Regions from separate parts of the Mus musculus genome. Here region 1 is linked to region 2. Evidence: chromatin contacts called from public Hi-C data. All regions are on one chromosome and are shown on one strand. The core of a region is the stretch at or near the end of the contact, and the rest is flanking DNA. Distances in the headings are between cores, read along the strand shown. Region 1 overlaps Top2b (topoisomerase (DNA) II beta). Region 2 holds the start of Ngly1 (N-glycanase 1).

Region 1 (7,696 bases), core at 1,618-4,117, 160 kb after region 2:
TTTTGAATTTCTTCAGTTTCTGTTGTTATGTCTCACTTTTCATTTCTGATTTTAATTTTGATACTGTCCCTGTGCCCTTTGGTCAGTCTGGCTAAGGGTTTATCTATCTTGTTGATTTTTCTCAAAGAACCAGCTCCTGATTTTGTTGTTTCTATGTGGTTGATTTCACCCGTGAGTTTGATTATTTCCTGCTGTCTACTCCTCTTGGGTGTATTTGCTTCTTTTTCTCCTAGAGCTTTCAGGTGTTCTGTCAAGCTGCTAGTGTATGTTCTCTCCACTTTCTTTTTTGTAGGCACTCAGAGCTATGAGATTTTTACTTAGCACTGCTTTCATTTTGTCCTATAAGTTTTGGTATGAGGTGGGTGCCTTCATTTTCATTAAATTCTAAAAAGTCTTTCCTTTCCCTCCCTCCCTCCCTCCCTCCCTCCCTCCCTCCCTCCCTCCCTCCCTCCCTCCCTCCCTCCCTCCCTCCCTCCCTCCCTCCCTCCCTTCCTTCCTTCTCCAAGTTATTGAGTAGTGCGTTGTTCAGTTTCCATGTGTATGTGGGCTATTTATTTATTTATTTATTTATTTTGATGTTATTGAAGACTAGCTTTAGTCCATGGTGATCTGAAAGGATGCATGGGATTATTTCAGTCTTGTATCTGTTGAGGTCTGTTTTTGAGGCTCAGTTTTGGAGAAGGTACCGTGAGGTGCTGAGAAGGTATATTCTTTTGTTTTAGGATAAAATATTCTATAGATATCTGTTAGATCCATTTGGTTCATAACTTCTGTTAGTTTCAGTGTGTCTCTGTTTAGTTTCTGTTTCCATGATCTGTCCATTGATGAGAACGGGGTGTTAAAGTCTCCCGCTATTATTGTGTAAGGTGCAATGTGTGCTTTGAGAGTTAATAAAGTTACTTTATGAAGATGGGTACCCTTTCATTTTGAGCATAGATGTTCAGAATCGAGAGTTCTTCTTGGTAGATTTTTCCTTCAACAAGTATGAAGTGGCCTTCTTTATCTTTTTTGATAACTTTAGGTTGAAAGTCGATTGTATTCAATATTAGAATGGCTACTCCAGCTTGTTTCTTGGGATCATTTGCTTGGCAAATTGTTTTCCAGAGTTTTACTCTGAAATAGTGTCTTTCCTTGTCACTGAGGTGCATTTCCTGTATGCAGCAAGATATTGGGTCCTTTTTATGTATCCAGGCCGCTAGTCCATGTCTTTTTATTGGGGAATTGAGTCCATTGATGTTAAGAGATAGTAGGGAAAGTGATTGTTGCTTCCTGTTATTTTTATTGTTAGAGGTTGAATTATGTTTGTGTTGCTATCTTCTTTTGGGTTTGTTGGAAGAAGATTACTTTCTTGCTTTTTCTAGGGTGAAGTTTCCCTCCTTGTGTTGGCATTTTCTATCTGTTATCCTTTGTAGGGATGGATTTGTGGAAATTTATTGTGTAAATTTAGTTTTGTCATGGAATATCTTGGTTTCTCCATCTATGCTAATTGAGAGTTTTGCTGGGTATAGTAGCCTGGGCTGGCATTTGTGTTTTCTTAGGGTCTTTATGTTGTCTGTCCAGGATCTTCTGACTTTTATGATCTCTGGTGAGAAGTCTGCTGTAGTTCTGATAGGTCTGCCTTTATATGTTACTTGACCTTTTTCCCCTTATTGCTTTTAATATTCTTTCTGTGTTTTGTGCATTTGGTGTTTTGATTATCATGTGACAGGAGGGATTTCTTTTTGGTCTAGTCTATTTGGAGTTCTGTATGCTTCTTGTATGTTCATGGGCATCTCTTTGTTTAGGTTAGGGAAGTTTTCTTCTATAATTTTGTTGTAGATATTTATTGGCCCTTTAAGTTGGGAATCTTCACTCTCTTATATAGCTACTATCATTAGGTTTGGTGATCTCATTGTGTCCTGAATTTTCTGGATGTTTTGGGTTAGGAGCTTTTTGCCTTTTGCCTTTTCTTTGACTGTTGTGTCAGTGTTTTCTATGGTATCTTCTGCACCTGATATTCTCTCTTCTATATCTTGTAGCCTATTGATGATGCTTGCATCTATGACTCCTGTTCTCTTTTCTAGATTTTCTATCTCCACAGTAGTCTCCCTTTGTGATTTCTTTATTGTTTCTTCTTCCAGTTTTAGATCCTGGATGGGTTTTTTTTTCCCCCTTTTCACCTCTTAGGTTGTGTTTTCTTTAAGGGATTTTTGTGTTTCCTCTTTAAAGGCTTCCACCTGTTTACTTGTGTTCCCCTGTTTTTCTTTAAGGAAGATATTCATGTCCTTCTTAAAGTCTTCTCCTATCATAATGAAAAGTGATTTTAAAATCTGAGTTTTCCTTTTCCAGTGTGATGGAGTATTCAGACCTTGCTATGGAACAAGAACTGGGTTCTGATGATGCCAAGTAACCTTGGTTTTTGTTGCTTATGTTCTTGTGCTTGCCTCTCACCATCTGGTTATCTCTATTCCTACCTTCACTCACTGTCTCTGACTGGAGCCTTTCCCTCCTGTTATCTTGGTTGTGTCAGAATTCCTTAGATTTCAGCTATCTCTGTGATCGTGTGATCCTGAGATACTGAGTGTAAGAGCTCCTGCGAGTCAAGCTGCTTCTGGGGTCCTGAAATCCTGGTGTTTTTAAGCTCCTGAGATTCTATGATCATGGGCATATTAGAGCTCCTGGGAGTCCGGCTTCCTCTATTTCCTTCTATTGTAGGATTGGGTGCAGAGCTAGTGCCCAAGGTCAGCTCAGGGCACAGGCTCAGACCTGTGTCCCTGGATCCTCGGCAGATCCCAGTTACTCCTGGTTTGCAGTGGGTGTTTTGACTTCCTTACCTATGATCCTGGGCGAGTTAGACCTCCTGGGAGTTTTAAAACCCCTGGGAGTCTACCTTCTCCTGGGTATTATGTGATTGGGTGCAGACCTAGTACCCATGGTCTGCTCAGGGCACTAGCTCAGACCGGAAGATGAAGGTTTTCTTTTTTAATAGAAAATTCTGAGGGACCCTTATATAGCCGTCTCATATGAGGCTATGCCAGTGCCTGGCAAATACAGAAGTGGATGCTCACAGTAATCTATTGGATGGAACACAGGGCCCCCAGTGGAGGAGCTAGAGAAAGTACCCAAGAGCTGAAGGGGTCTGCAACCTTATAGGAGGAACAACAATATGAACTAACCAGTACCCCCAGAGCTCGTGTCTCTAGCTGCGTACGTAGCAGAAGATGGCCTAGTCGGCCATCATTGGGAAGAGAGGCCCCTTGGTCTTATGAAGATCATATGCCCCAGTACAGGGGAATGCCAGGGCCAAGAAGTGGGAGTGGGTAGGTAGGGAAGCAGGGTGGGGAAGGGTATAAGGAACTTTCGAGATAGCATTTGAAATGTAAATAAAGAAAATATCTAACAATAAAGAGTATTGATATAAAAAAAAGAAAGTTCTGTAAGCAAAATTTTAAACTCCCACAAATAGTAGTAGTAGTAGTAGTAGTAGTAGTAGTAGTGGTGGTGGTGGTGGTGGTGGTGGTGGTGGTGGTGGTGGTAGTAGTAGTAGTAGTAGTAGTAGTAATCTTACAGAATTTCTTCTTAGCACTTGAACTTTATCTTATGCATGCACACACACAAATATTGTATAAGAATACAGCTACTTATTCATTTTAACAATCATGGTTTTGTGCCACATAGCCTTTCTTAACTAAGTGTTAATCTGAAATTACTGTTAGACCTTATAGTATTTCAACCGTCACTACTTTAATGTGCTTCTAACAAATACCCATATTCTTTTGTAACATTTAAAATCTAGCTAAGTTAAATTTCTCAAGATTATATTAATGTATATTTAATATTTTAAATTAAGATTCAAACAGTTAGCAATCTGATTTATGGGTCTCTTAAATCTCTGAATGAAACCTTTTCATGTTTCATGAATATTTTCTCATTTTAATTCATTAAAAAAGCTGCTCTGTGTAAATTTCCCACATCTTAAAATTTTCCCATTGTGCTCCTTCCCTTTCATTTAATGTGTAACAACTTTCTTTTTCATTATTTTCTGTTACATGATACTTAAATCAGAATGTGATCATATTTGAGTTGGATTTGTTTGCCAGAAACAATTATTAATATGTATTATTGTATATTTAAGTCATGAGGCATATATTTGGTTTGTCTGTCTTAAGATTGATCAATTAGTAACAATTTAATGACTTTCCCTATAAGTTTTTCATGTGATGGTTTTGAACAGCCATTATTTGTGACCCTGTTTTATATTAAATTATACAGGATTAGGTACCAGTACCGCTAAAGAAGCAAAGGAATATTTTGCTGATATGGAAAGGCATCGCATTTTGTTTAGATATGCTGGACCTGAAGATGATGCTGCCATCACCTTGGTAAGTATATTGTGAATAAAAAAAAATTCTTTCGCTATCCTCTTCCTGCTGTATGTTTCCTTCTCGAGTTTTGTGTGAGAAGTAAGTCTTTCTTGAAAGTATAGTACCTAAAGTAGTGAATTTTGATTTTATTATTTCTTTAATAAAAAGCCTCAGCTCAAATATAATTTTGCTTCAATGTTATTAGGAAAACCACTTTAGTTCATTTATAAATTCAAGTTTTATAATGAAATTAATTTTAATATATGGCATTATTACTTGGACTTCTTCAGGCATTTAGTAAGAAGAAGATTGATGACAGAAAAGAGTGGTTAACCAACTTTATGGAGGATCGGAGACAGCGTAGGTTACATGGCCTACCAGAGGTTAGTCATGAAGATGATCTGGGGGAAAGGTAAGACTAAGATTTATGCAGCGAGAGTGACATCATTGCTATGTAACTTTCTCCTAGCAATTTTTATATGGTACAGCAACAAAGCATTTGACATACAATGATTTCATCAACAAGGAATTGATTCTCTTCTCAAACTCGGACAATGAGAGATCTATCCCATCTCTTGTGGATGGTGAGTAATCAAAGTTTCTCATCCTTGCATACTCTGTATGGTTTAATTATGTGTACTTTAGGCTGCCCTTATGGGCCTCTTTAAATTCTTATTTAAAATACCAAAGTCTATAGTCCATTTAAATTCTTATTTGAAATCTTAGAAAACATGAAGAATTGATTCAAAAGGGCTTAAGCTTTTGAGGTAAAAGAGCTGATGTTTTTATTATTTCTTTGAGTTTTTCAGGAAAAATCTTTAAAGGACTTTTTTTTTTTTGTTGTTATTAAAGTAATTTCAAAAATTGAAATTTCAAAAGTTAAATAAAATAGAACTTTGTCTAAATATTTATGAAAGACTTAAGTTTTTAAAATGCCTTTATATCTCAATAACAAAACCCAATCTAAATAATTTATATAATTTATAATAATCTAACTTACAAAATTTAGAAACTTTCTATTAGGACTGATTTTCTTATTTGGAATGACTCTACCCTCAATTTTATAAGTCATAGCAAATTTGTTCACATTTGTGTTGCTTGTTTTATTAATTTAATAACAGTTCTGCCCATCTATTATGTCTAGCCTGAGATTGTGTCCCTTCTATGAAATATTCCTTCAGTCTAAATTACATGAACTTCTATGCTACTTCTATGCACCTCCTATTGTTTAAGCTAATTTTGTTTCCTCAGTTAAATTATGAAATTTTCAAAGAAGTAGCCATATTTCATTATATTCCTTCTTTGATGCTCTGGCCTCACAATGATAGATGCAACTGTCAGCATATATGGATAAGGTTATTGCTGTGTTCATTGGTCTCAAGCAAGGAGGAGAAAACAGCATATATTCTTGACTGAGGTTATTAGAAAGTTTCTATTTCAATTGCTTTTAGGACACTGAGACTGGTTTAGTAATTTGCTCATTCACATGGCTTGAGTATCCAGATTATAAAGATTCTAAAGTCTACATGAGTTCTTAACTACTGCAGTAAACATTTATAAGTGTTCATGTCTATAGATATGCTAATAGAAACTACCAAGCTTTTGTTTGTTAATACTTCACATTACTGCTGGCATAAGTCACATGCAATAAAGACTCTTGTGGAAGAGGTATGGCACTCTCGATAGCTCTTTAAGTCCAGGAGATCTTTAATTGGCACTCTTTTGGAACTGTAAATATCTCATTTTTTTCCCAAACATGTAATGTTGCCACTAAAAGAGTTGATATTTTGAAGTATTTTATTTATAACATATAAAAATGATAGATAAGGATGGTTAACAAACTTTATGGAGAGGATCAGAGAGTGTAGGTTGCATGGCCTATCAGAGGTTAGTCATGAAGGTGATCTGGGGAAAGAGGTGAGACTGATGAGATTCATGCAGTGATGGTATTTTAAAAATAGTTCTAAAACTATTTTAAAAGGAGGGTTGTTCTTTTTAAAAATAGGCTTCAAGCCAGGTCAACGAAAAGTTTTGTTTACCTGTTTCAAGAGGAATGATAAACGTGAAGTGAAAGTAGCGCAGCTGGCTGGATCTGTTGCTGAGATGTCTGCTTACCACCATGGAGAAGTAAGCACTGAAGATGGGATCAACTGAGAACTGTAATTTTTTGGGATGCTAAATGATAATTATTCATAATAGAGGAATTTTCTTTTTATGAGGTCTTAGAAAGTGCAATAGAATTTTGAGTTTTGTTTTCAATACAAACTGAGGCATAGTTCTAAAAAACTTAGGCTGTTAACCTTCTGGTTTTTTTTGTTTGTTTGTTTTCTGTTTTTCTATTTCATAGCAAGCATTGATGATGACTATTGTGAATTTGGCTCAGAATTTTGTGGGCAGTAATAACATTAACTTGCTTCAGCCCATTGGTCAGTTTGGAACTCGGCTTCATGGTGGCAAAGATGCTGCAAGCCCTCGTTATATTTTCACAATGTTGAGGTAAATAATTTTCTAACTTATTGACATAAAGTTCAATTTAAGTTTGTTATATCAAGTAAAAGTTTAGTAGAATGATAATGGTGGGAAAAAAGGATCATTTAGTTTTTCTGCTCAGGGAGAGTACTTCAAATTATTTGATCATAAATTTTTATGCATTCCTGGTAAAAATTCAGTGCTAATAAAAATAAACCTTTATTCTGCACCTAATGCTATTTTTTTAGACTGAAAGGAAGGGTTAGGTATTTTATTCAGAATAATTGGAAATTCTTACAAAGTTATGTAATAATATTAAAGCACTTAAGAAATTAAGTAAATATCAAAGTACATAAAGACTCATACTGGCTTGTGCTTGGGAGAAATATGCCTTTTGTACTAATATTAGGTGGATTTTATTATGTGTAGTCAAAATTATTAAAATCTAGGTCCTTATAAAGTTTCATTTCTCAGAGTAATATTCTTCTATTTCTTTTTGATAGCTCTCTGGCAAGACTTCTTTTTCCAGCTGTGGATGATAACTTGCTTAAGTTCCTTTATGATGATAATCAACGTGTAGAGCCAGAGTGGTATATCCCTATAATCCCCATGGTTTTGATTAATGGTGCTGAGGGTATTGGGACTGGATGGGCTTGTAAACTGCCCAACTATGATGCTAGAGAAATTGTGAACAATGTCAGGCGGATGCTAGAAGGTTTGGATCCTCATCCCATGGTAAGTTTTTATAGCTTAGATTGTTTACTTAAATAACGGACAAAATTAATTTCTCCTAGAAAAATATGGAATCTTCATTTTAGTGCTGTTGTAGATAGGATCCTATTAAGATTTAAATTTATATTTGATTACCTGAAATATATAAATGA
Region 2 (7,489 bases), core at 59-2,558:
ATATTTGATTCTCCTGCCTCTACCTTCCAAGTTTTGGGATTTGCCAACATGCCTAGCTGAAAACAATATTCTTGAAGTTGGTCTACAAACCTAAGTGCTAAAAATGTAGGTATATTTTACAGATGAATATTCAGAAGTTCTTGAAAATTCTCCGAAGAAATTGCCCAGAAACATTAAAAAACAACAGATAATAAAGTGTCAAACGAGGTCACATAAGTAAATATCTTTAAAACACAAAGCCAACAAGTACCTGCTACGTGCTAGTGATTCATATATGTAATTCCAGCTATTCAAGGTGAGTGGAGCATGGAAAACTCCTGACTACAAATCAAGGTCAAGTGCACTCTTAGTGGCATTTCAACATTAAAAAGTAATAAAAAAAAGCCAGGTAGTGGTAGACAAGCCTTTAATTCCAGTACTCAGGAGGCAGTGATCAGGTGGATCTGAGTTCAAGCTGATCTATAGCTGGAGTTCCACTTTACCCAGAACTATGCAGAGAAACCCTCTTCTGAAGAAGAAAAAGAAGTAATGAGGACTGAGTATGAAGCTCAGTGCTGGAGCCAATTTCCAGGGTTGATGTCAGTGACAAGGGCATCAGCTAAGGAGGTTAGTGATTCCCTTTCTAAGATAAATTAAGGATACTGGTAAGGGATATGCCAGTATGAGTCAAAGGATACAATGTGTATATAAACTTTATTTACTTGTTTGTTCCTCATTTTATTCTATTATTGTATATGGGTTTTATGCGAGTATCCATAGGACACTCCCAAAATGCTCCTTGCATCAGAATCATACCTTGTGAGCAACAACTGAGTTTTCATCAACAGAATTCGGAAAATACACAAATCAGAAACCCAGAAGAGTTCTGAGCTATGCTCTGTTTTTGAAGCCGGACACTAGTAACCAAAGGGCAAGACTGCAGTAAATTCCCGTGTGAGCCCAGCCTAGGCCACAGACCATGATCACTTTCCCTTCCCCATAACCGCCCCCACCCCACCCCACCCCCCAAAAAAAAGACATAACAAAAACTTGCTCGGTCTTCTGGAGTCTTTTCTTCCACAAAAGACTTTTATCTACCGTAAAAAGAAGGCTGTGCAATTATCTCTGGGACCCTACCCGACACAAGCAGCCACCACAGCTCGAGATCTACTCCACTGGCTCGGCCCCTTGTACCCCGTACCCCAACGTTCGCAACCGGCCTCTCCGCGGCTCGCCCCGCCCCTAGCCCCTCCCGGAACGCCCCGCCCCTCGGCTCCTCGCCCCGCCCTCTGGCCGCAGGCCTCTGCGGCGGCCTAGGCGCTCCTCAGCGCCTGCTCAGTGCGGGCCGCGGTGCGCGAGGTGGCGAAGGCCGCGGCGCAGCCATGGCGTCGGCCACACTGGGCAGCTCGTCGAGCTCTGCGTCCCCGGCCGTGGCCGAGCTATGCCAGAACACCCCGGAGACCTTTCTGGAGGCCTCCAAGCTGCTGCTCACCTACGCCGACAACATCCTGAGGTGCAGCCGGGGCCCTCGAGCCTGAGGGCCGCAGGCGGGCGGGGCCGCGGACACTCGGGCCTGAGGCGGGGCGGGCTGGGCGACGAGGGCCCGCCGAGGCTGTCACTGAGTTTGACAGCTGTGCTGTCCCATCTCGCTGCAGGATCCCGGCGCTGTGGCTCAGCCCGAGTGCCAGTTAAACGTTCACGCCGAGTTTGGCGGTTGACACATTTATAGTTTAAGTTACGAACTTTGTGTCAAGTCACCTTTGTACTGAGTGCAGCACTTTCCACAACTGGCTGGGAGTTTGAGTCAGCACCTCCCATGGCCGCTCCGGTCAAAGAGTGTGGGGAAGGGATGCGGAGGGGCAGACAGTGGAGGTCACTTCAGTTGAGCCCCTGGGCGCTGGCTCTTACAAACACACCGACCCGAAGTCTGTAGGAATTCTTAGTTTAAAGGCTGTACAGTTCATGCGGACCAGCTTTAGAGAGTTAGTTGTTAGAGACATTGAGGTGTTGTCCTGTACCCCAAACTGGCATGGAACTTGATCTGTACCCCAGAACTCATGCCAGTCACGACCTACCAAAAGCTGAGATTACAGGTGTGTGCCACCACAACCATAATTCTTCATTTAGGTGACATTAGTGATATTTAAAATATATTTGAAAAGGGAATATAATGTGATTCTATGCCAGATGTTATGCAGCATTTGGGCTTGCACATAATTGTGACTTGTGTGAAGATGGCCTTCCTCCTTTATGACACCTCAGCTTAACCCTGAGATCTCACAGCACCTCAGAGTACAAGGTGTCTGAAAGAACTCATAAGCTTGATTCTCCAGAGCCCACAGCTGGCGTTTCATACTGAATTGTTTAAGTCTTCAACCTCCCACCCCCATACATAAGAGAAGGATGGATTTGTAAAGACATTTCGATTCTGTTAGTACAATGAAACCAAAGATGCTAAGATCAGAGTACTTTGAAAGATAGCTTTGCATGCAGACAGTTATTTCGGATCATGACCATCATTATGAATATTTACTAAATTTCTTAAAGAAACTGGTTCATTTTACAGCCTTTACTGTGGCTTACATTTCTGATCTTGGAGTTTTTGTTTTATAAAGGAAATTAGAGCAGTTTGTAAGAGAAATGATTCAGGTTGATGTGAGAAAATGCTCCTTTAGTTTGTTTTCAACAAGTGTCCTTGTGTTCTTAGAATTCAAGGTCTGGCTTGGTTGGGAGATGATATCCTGCTTCTTCATGTCCAAATCCAGTGACTTCTTAACTCTTAAGGAAAAGCTCCATGTCTTCCTGGTCCCTGACCGCACATTATAATTATACTTCTGTAATTTGGTAGAGAAAATCAGGTTCCTCTTTGCATTGCTATTTTCTTTTAAACCCACTAGTGCCATAGTGGAGGCACTATTGAAGGCATATTGTCCCAGCATCTCATTTGCCTCAGTATCAGAACAATTTATAGAATGGATATGCAAATAAAAATGCATTAGCTTGTTTTGAAGTAGATACTTGTCACTGAAATCTACAATGAAATAATACTCTTAAATTTCTGCTTGAATATTTATCATATCCTAACAGTAATAAATCTAAATAAGCTCCAAAAGAAATGTGTGCTAATTTGTATGCAAAAGCTGCCACCCATTTTAGATAAGATGAGCTTACTATGGACTTTATCAAGAGCAAAACAAAGCAACTCTGTATTAGTTTTCCTGACATCACAGGTGAGCTGCTTAGCTAATTTGATTCATGAACCAGAGTTTGGTTTAGAACTTTTCATGTACCTAAGAATAATGTTGAACTTCTTATCCTCCTACCTACACCTCTAAGTTACAGGTGTGGGCTACCACAATTGCTGTTATGAGCTGCCACAGATTGAGCCAGGGCTCAATGAATGGGAGGCAAGCACTCTACCATCTAAATGGATCCCCTGTCCCTAGTTCATTTATTCTTTAATATAAATATTTGATATTGTACTGTTTTGTTTACAAAGCACACATAGTGTTTGACTATTAACTGTACTGAGTGAAGAACCAAGAATCAAACATAGTTTCTTTGTTCAAATAATATAAATGTATTTGGGAGAAGAAAGGTTTGAAAAACAGCTACAGTGTAACATCAAAGAACAATTCCAAGACAGTGTTAATGTCTCTGTCTTTATATTTTTATGTTAGGAGGTAGTAGGGAGACCAAACATGAGACATTTAGTGAAGGGATAGGCAAAGGTGACTCACAGTTTCTACAGTGGAGTTTCCGGGAGGAAACCATTAGAAGAAACAGGCATTGATTATGAAGTCACTGCATAATCATAACAATAAACCCAATGGAATGGAGAAAGAGAATTTTCAATGACAATGCAAGAAGTAATAGAAGACAAAAAACTTCTAATTTTTAATGTAGGTTGCCACTGACACGTAGAGAAATTGAGTGTAATTGAAAGTTGGTGAGTCTGCTGGCAGCTTGTGTGGTGGTATATGTATAAACATTTTAACCAGAGCAGTAAGTTTCAATTTTAGTCAACTATTTTAAGTGTCATTATAGGCAATTTACATATAATTTCCAAGTTTAAGTTTACCTTATAAAAGGAAGAAAAATACTCTATTCTAGGACTACCCAACATAAATGACCTGGCACATATATCGCAACTACTGAGGTGGTTGCTATTATTATTATTTCTATTAAATTAGGTGAAAAGTTTGGTGGAGTGTTTGACTGTTTGTTCTTTGAAATTTCATGTCTGTAGCCCATTGTTTATTCTTCATCTCTTTCCCTGTCACCATCCCCTCTAGTGTACAAATTCCTCCCACATGCAATTATTTTTGTAATGTTTTGTCTTGTGCCCTACAGTGGGGGTTTTGTGGTTTTTTTGGTGTTTGAGAATTGTTTTTTGTTATTGAAACAGTTCCGTCGTTTGGCATATTGGGATTATAGGTATACACTACTGTACCTTGATAAGTAGTCAGTGTTTGCTCAAAAGAAAAGTGGATGCTAGAGGAGGGGCCAGTGGTAGTTCTGTATCCTTCCTAAGGCAGAGCTGTTTCAGAAAAAGTGGGAGGGAGAATGTGACTTTCCGTAACTAATTCAAATACAAAGGCAAATATTATTTTTCTGAAAATTAAATAGTTTGGTAGATAACTATGAGAGTAAAACACCAAAAAAGACAAAAATATTTTCAAAGATAAAGTTGAGCACAGTACAAGAAATTCTGCTGCCTTCTCAAGATTCTATCCTTTTAACATCATGAAAAACTACATATTCAGAAAAATTTCCCAAGAAAAGATACAAGATAATTGCTAAAAAGTGAAGTAAATATTACAACTTACAAAAGTATTTAATAGGTAACAGAGATGGATGGGGGAAGCATCAAAGCATGACAACAAAAACAAAAAACTGTACAGAGAAAATTAAGTTGATAGAGAATCAAGCAAAATTCAATTCAATGCCCAGGATACCATAGAAAGGCAGGGCTGACTTTGGGCTTAGTCTATGCTTGAACTCAAGCAAGTCTGCTTAGCATTTTTAATTTAAAAATGGGTTAAACATTCATAGCAACTAAGATCTGAAACAAGGGGATTGTGAGTTTGAGGTGAAACAAGCCAAAGGAAGATAGAGAGGGACCTGGGAACTGGGTATGCCCGTCTCTGCTGGGCTTTGCTATGGCATGACAGAGCCCAGTAAGCAGCATGCAGCGGCCATGGAGAGCCTGAGAAGCTGTGAGGTGGGCAGCACATCTTCAGCTTTAACTGGGTATGCCATGGGGATAGCTGATGTGCATCATGACAAGTCATCTGTGGTTAGCATTGACACATGCTAGGCTCATTTTGTACTTTAGATTTTGTTTAAGTGGTGTCTCAGGGAAAACAGGGATGTTGAGTATTCTGTGGTGCATAGGGAGTCTCCCCTCAGCTGTGGTCTACATTTCATGGGGGTCAAGACTGAGAAACTCTGCCCCTAATACATAGTAAATGTAGAGAAGGTAAACACTCCCAAGCTGCCAGCAATCAATGCTTGCTTCTGAAATCATTGGTGAAAAGATTTTTTTTAATTTCCACTTTTTTGTGGACCTACAAATTTTATAGAACACAGTGAAAATCTCATAGTATTATCAAGTTATTATAAAAGTTATTGAACACACAGTATTGGAATTGTTGTGGGAAGGAGTTTGTAGACCAACACTAACGTATGACAGTTAAACAGTAATATTTAGAGCTTTGTCTTTGAATATTTGTGGTTTTGTTTTATTTTATTACTGTCATGGTTTGTATATACTTGGACTAGGGAGTGGCACCATTTATTGGTGTGGCCTTGTTGGAATAGGTGTGACCTAGTCGGAGTAGGTGTGTCACTGTGGGTGTGGGCTTAAGACCCTCACCCTAGTTGCCTGGAAGTCAGTCTTCCACTGGCAGCCTTTAGATGAAGACATAGAACTCTCAACTCTCAGCTCAGCCTGTGCCAGGCCTGCCTGGATGCTGCCATGCTCCCACCTTGATGATAATGGACTGAACCTCTGAACCTGTAAGGCAGCCCCAATTAAATGTTGTTTTTTTTATAAGACTTTCCTTGGTCACAGTGTGTGTCTGTTCACAGCAGTAAAACCCTAAGACAATTACCTTATTTCCTTTCCAAAAACATTTTAAAACAAGGTAGAAACTTACAGTAAAGACAGTCCTTGGTACAGGGAGGAAAGGAAGCTAAGTGACCACTAAGGTTCATTATGCTGGAAGCAAAGCTTTTCAGCTGTTTCAACTCACAAATGCTTCTTAATCACAGTCGTTGTACCCTGAGCACCATTATAGATGACAGGACCCCTCAGAGCAAGCAGACACAGTGCTACCCTCTGTCTGGGGCGACTTCTAGAAACTTAAAAGACTAAAAAAGTACTTACCTGTAACAGCCACACAGTTTCCTATGGCAACAATGATACTGTCATCCATGAAGTTGGACAGCACAAGTACTCAGTGGTACTGAAGTACACGAATCATGACGTGTGAATGATCGTCTCGACTGCTCATTCCTTATAGTTGGGATTTATACTACCATGTGTAGAAGGACAGCTGAGAGGAAAGGTGAAAGAAACATATATAAACTCTTAAAAAGATGAGTGGTGGTATATTGCCCATTATGTTATCTTTTTTTCTTTTTTTTAATCAGAAACCCCAGTGATGAAAAATACAGATCCATCCGTATTGGGAACACAGCGTTTTCTACTAGACTCTTGCCTGTCAGAGGAGCTGTTGAGTGTTTATTTGAAATGGGCTTTGAAGAGGTAAGTATTTGAAAGGTCCCCTCCCCATTCTTTATGTGCAAAGCAAACAGTACTGACTGTGAATAGTTGTTTGAATGACATTTTTTTAATATATTTTTTTAAGATCTATTTATTTAGTGTATATGAGTACACATTAGCTGCCTTCAGACACACCAGAAGAGGGCATCGGATTCCATTACAGATGGTTGTTGGCCAACATGTGGTTGCTGGGAATTAAACTCAGGACCTCTGGGAGAGCAGCCAGTACTCTTTACTGCTGAGCCATCTCTACCCAACCCCCCTGAATGACATTTTTTTTAAATTAATTGGTCATTTTGGAAATGTGTATAATTATTTGTTGTTGTTTTTTTAACATCTTAGATATTTTTTAAAGTATAATGAAGTCAGGATAAAGTGTAACGAGTCTCTATAGATTCTTAAAAATCTCAAAGTTTAGAATAAAGAGCATGAAGTACAACCCAAGGATCAAATGCGGCCCCTTCAGTCTTCCAGCAGCATACTTGATTGATCTATCTGTGAGTGTGCATTGAATACTACAGTATCACCACTGTCCAGTAAGAAGTAGAAAAAGTAAAATACGGAAAAGTCACTCGCCTCACAGAATGCTTTTCTCCTGCAACAGTAATCTCAAGATGGTGTACCATTTGATTTCCCAAGAAGAGTTTGGTGTTTCCATCCTCTCAAACCTTGTGGCACAGTTTACTATTATAGTACAGTAAATGTCATTATTAAAGTTGT

Evidence for each region. Hi-C and Micro-C count contacts between places; a contact is called where the count stands out from the background.
Region 1: a Hi-C map of rod photoreceptor shows a contact between it and region 2, with 2.5 times the contacts expected there. The contact joins the enhancer-like site here to the promoter of Ngly1 in region 2. A contact is called at or near these places in 7 of 39 promoter capture datasets (3T3-L1-derived adipocytes, the C10 cell line, the HPC-7 cell line and 4 more), 2 of 484 Hi-C or Micro-C datasets (nephron progenitors and rod photoreceptor), 12 of 115 datasets of contacts at active chromatin or transcription factors (the 230-238 cell line, the SCID.adh cell line, acute myeloid leukemia and 7 more) and 3 of 9 other capture datasets (adipose tissue, liver and pancreatic islet).

The regions. Positions count from the first base shown.
Region 1 is chr14:16,402,479-16,410,174 of GRCm38.p6, forward strand. Top2b (topoisomerase (DNA) II beta) reads left to right here. Exons shown (of 36, transcript NM_009409.2): 16 at 4,252-4,361; 17 at 4,634-4,726; 18 at 4,813-4,927; 19 at 6,349-6,470; 20 at 6,691-6,839; 21 at 7,316-7,547. Among named protein-coding and RNA genes, the nearest start is that of Top2b, 41 kb to the left of the region's middle. Within about 2 kb of position 2,868, at least 2 of the 459 cell types and tissues checked have an H3K27ac peak or open chromatin away from gene starts, as enhancers often do. A contact at or near this core is called in rod photoreceptor, where this site is marked.
Region 2 is chr14:16,248,006-16,255,494 of GRCm38.p6, forward strand. Ngly1 (N-glycanase 1) reads left to right here and starts at 1,309. Exons shown (of 12, transcript NM_021504.3): 1 at 1,309-1,492; 2 at 6,637-6,751. The coding sequence starts at 1,362. It also overlaps a transcript of Oxsm not described here.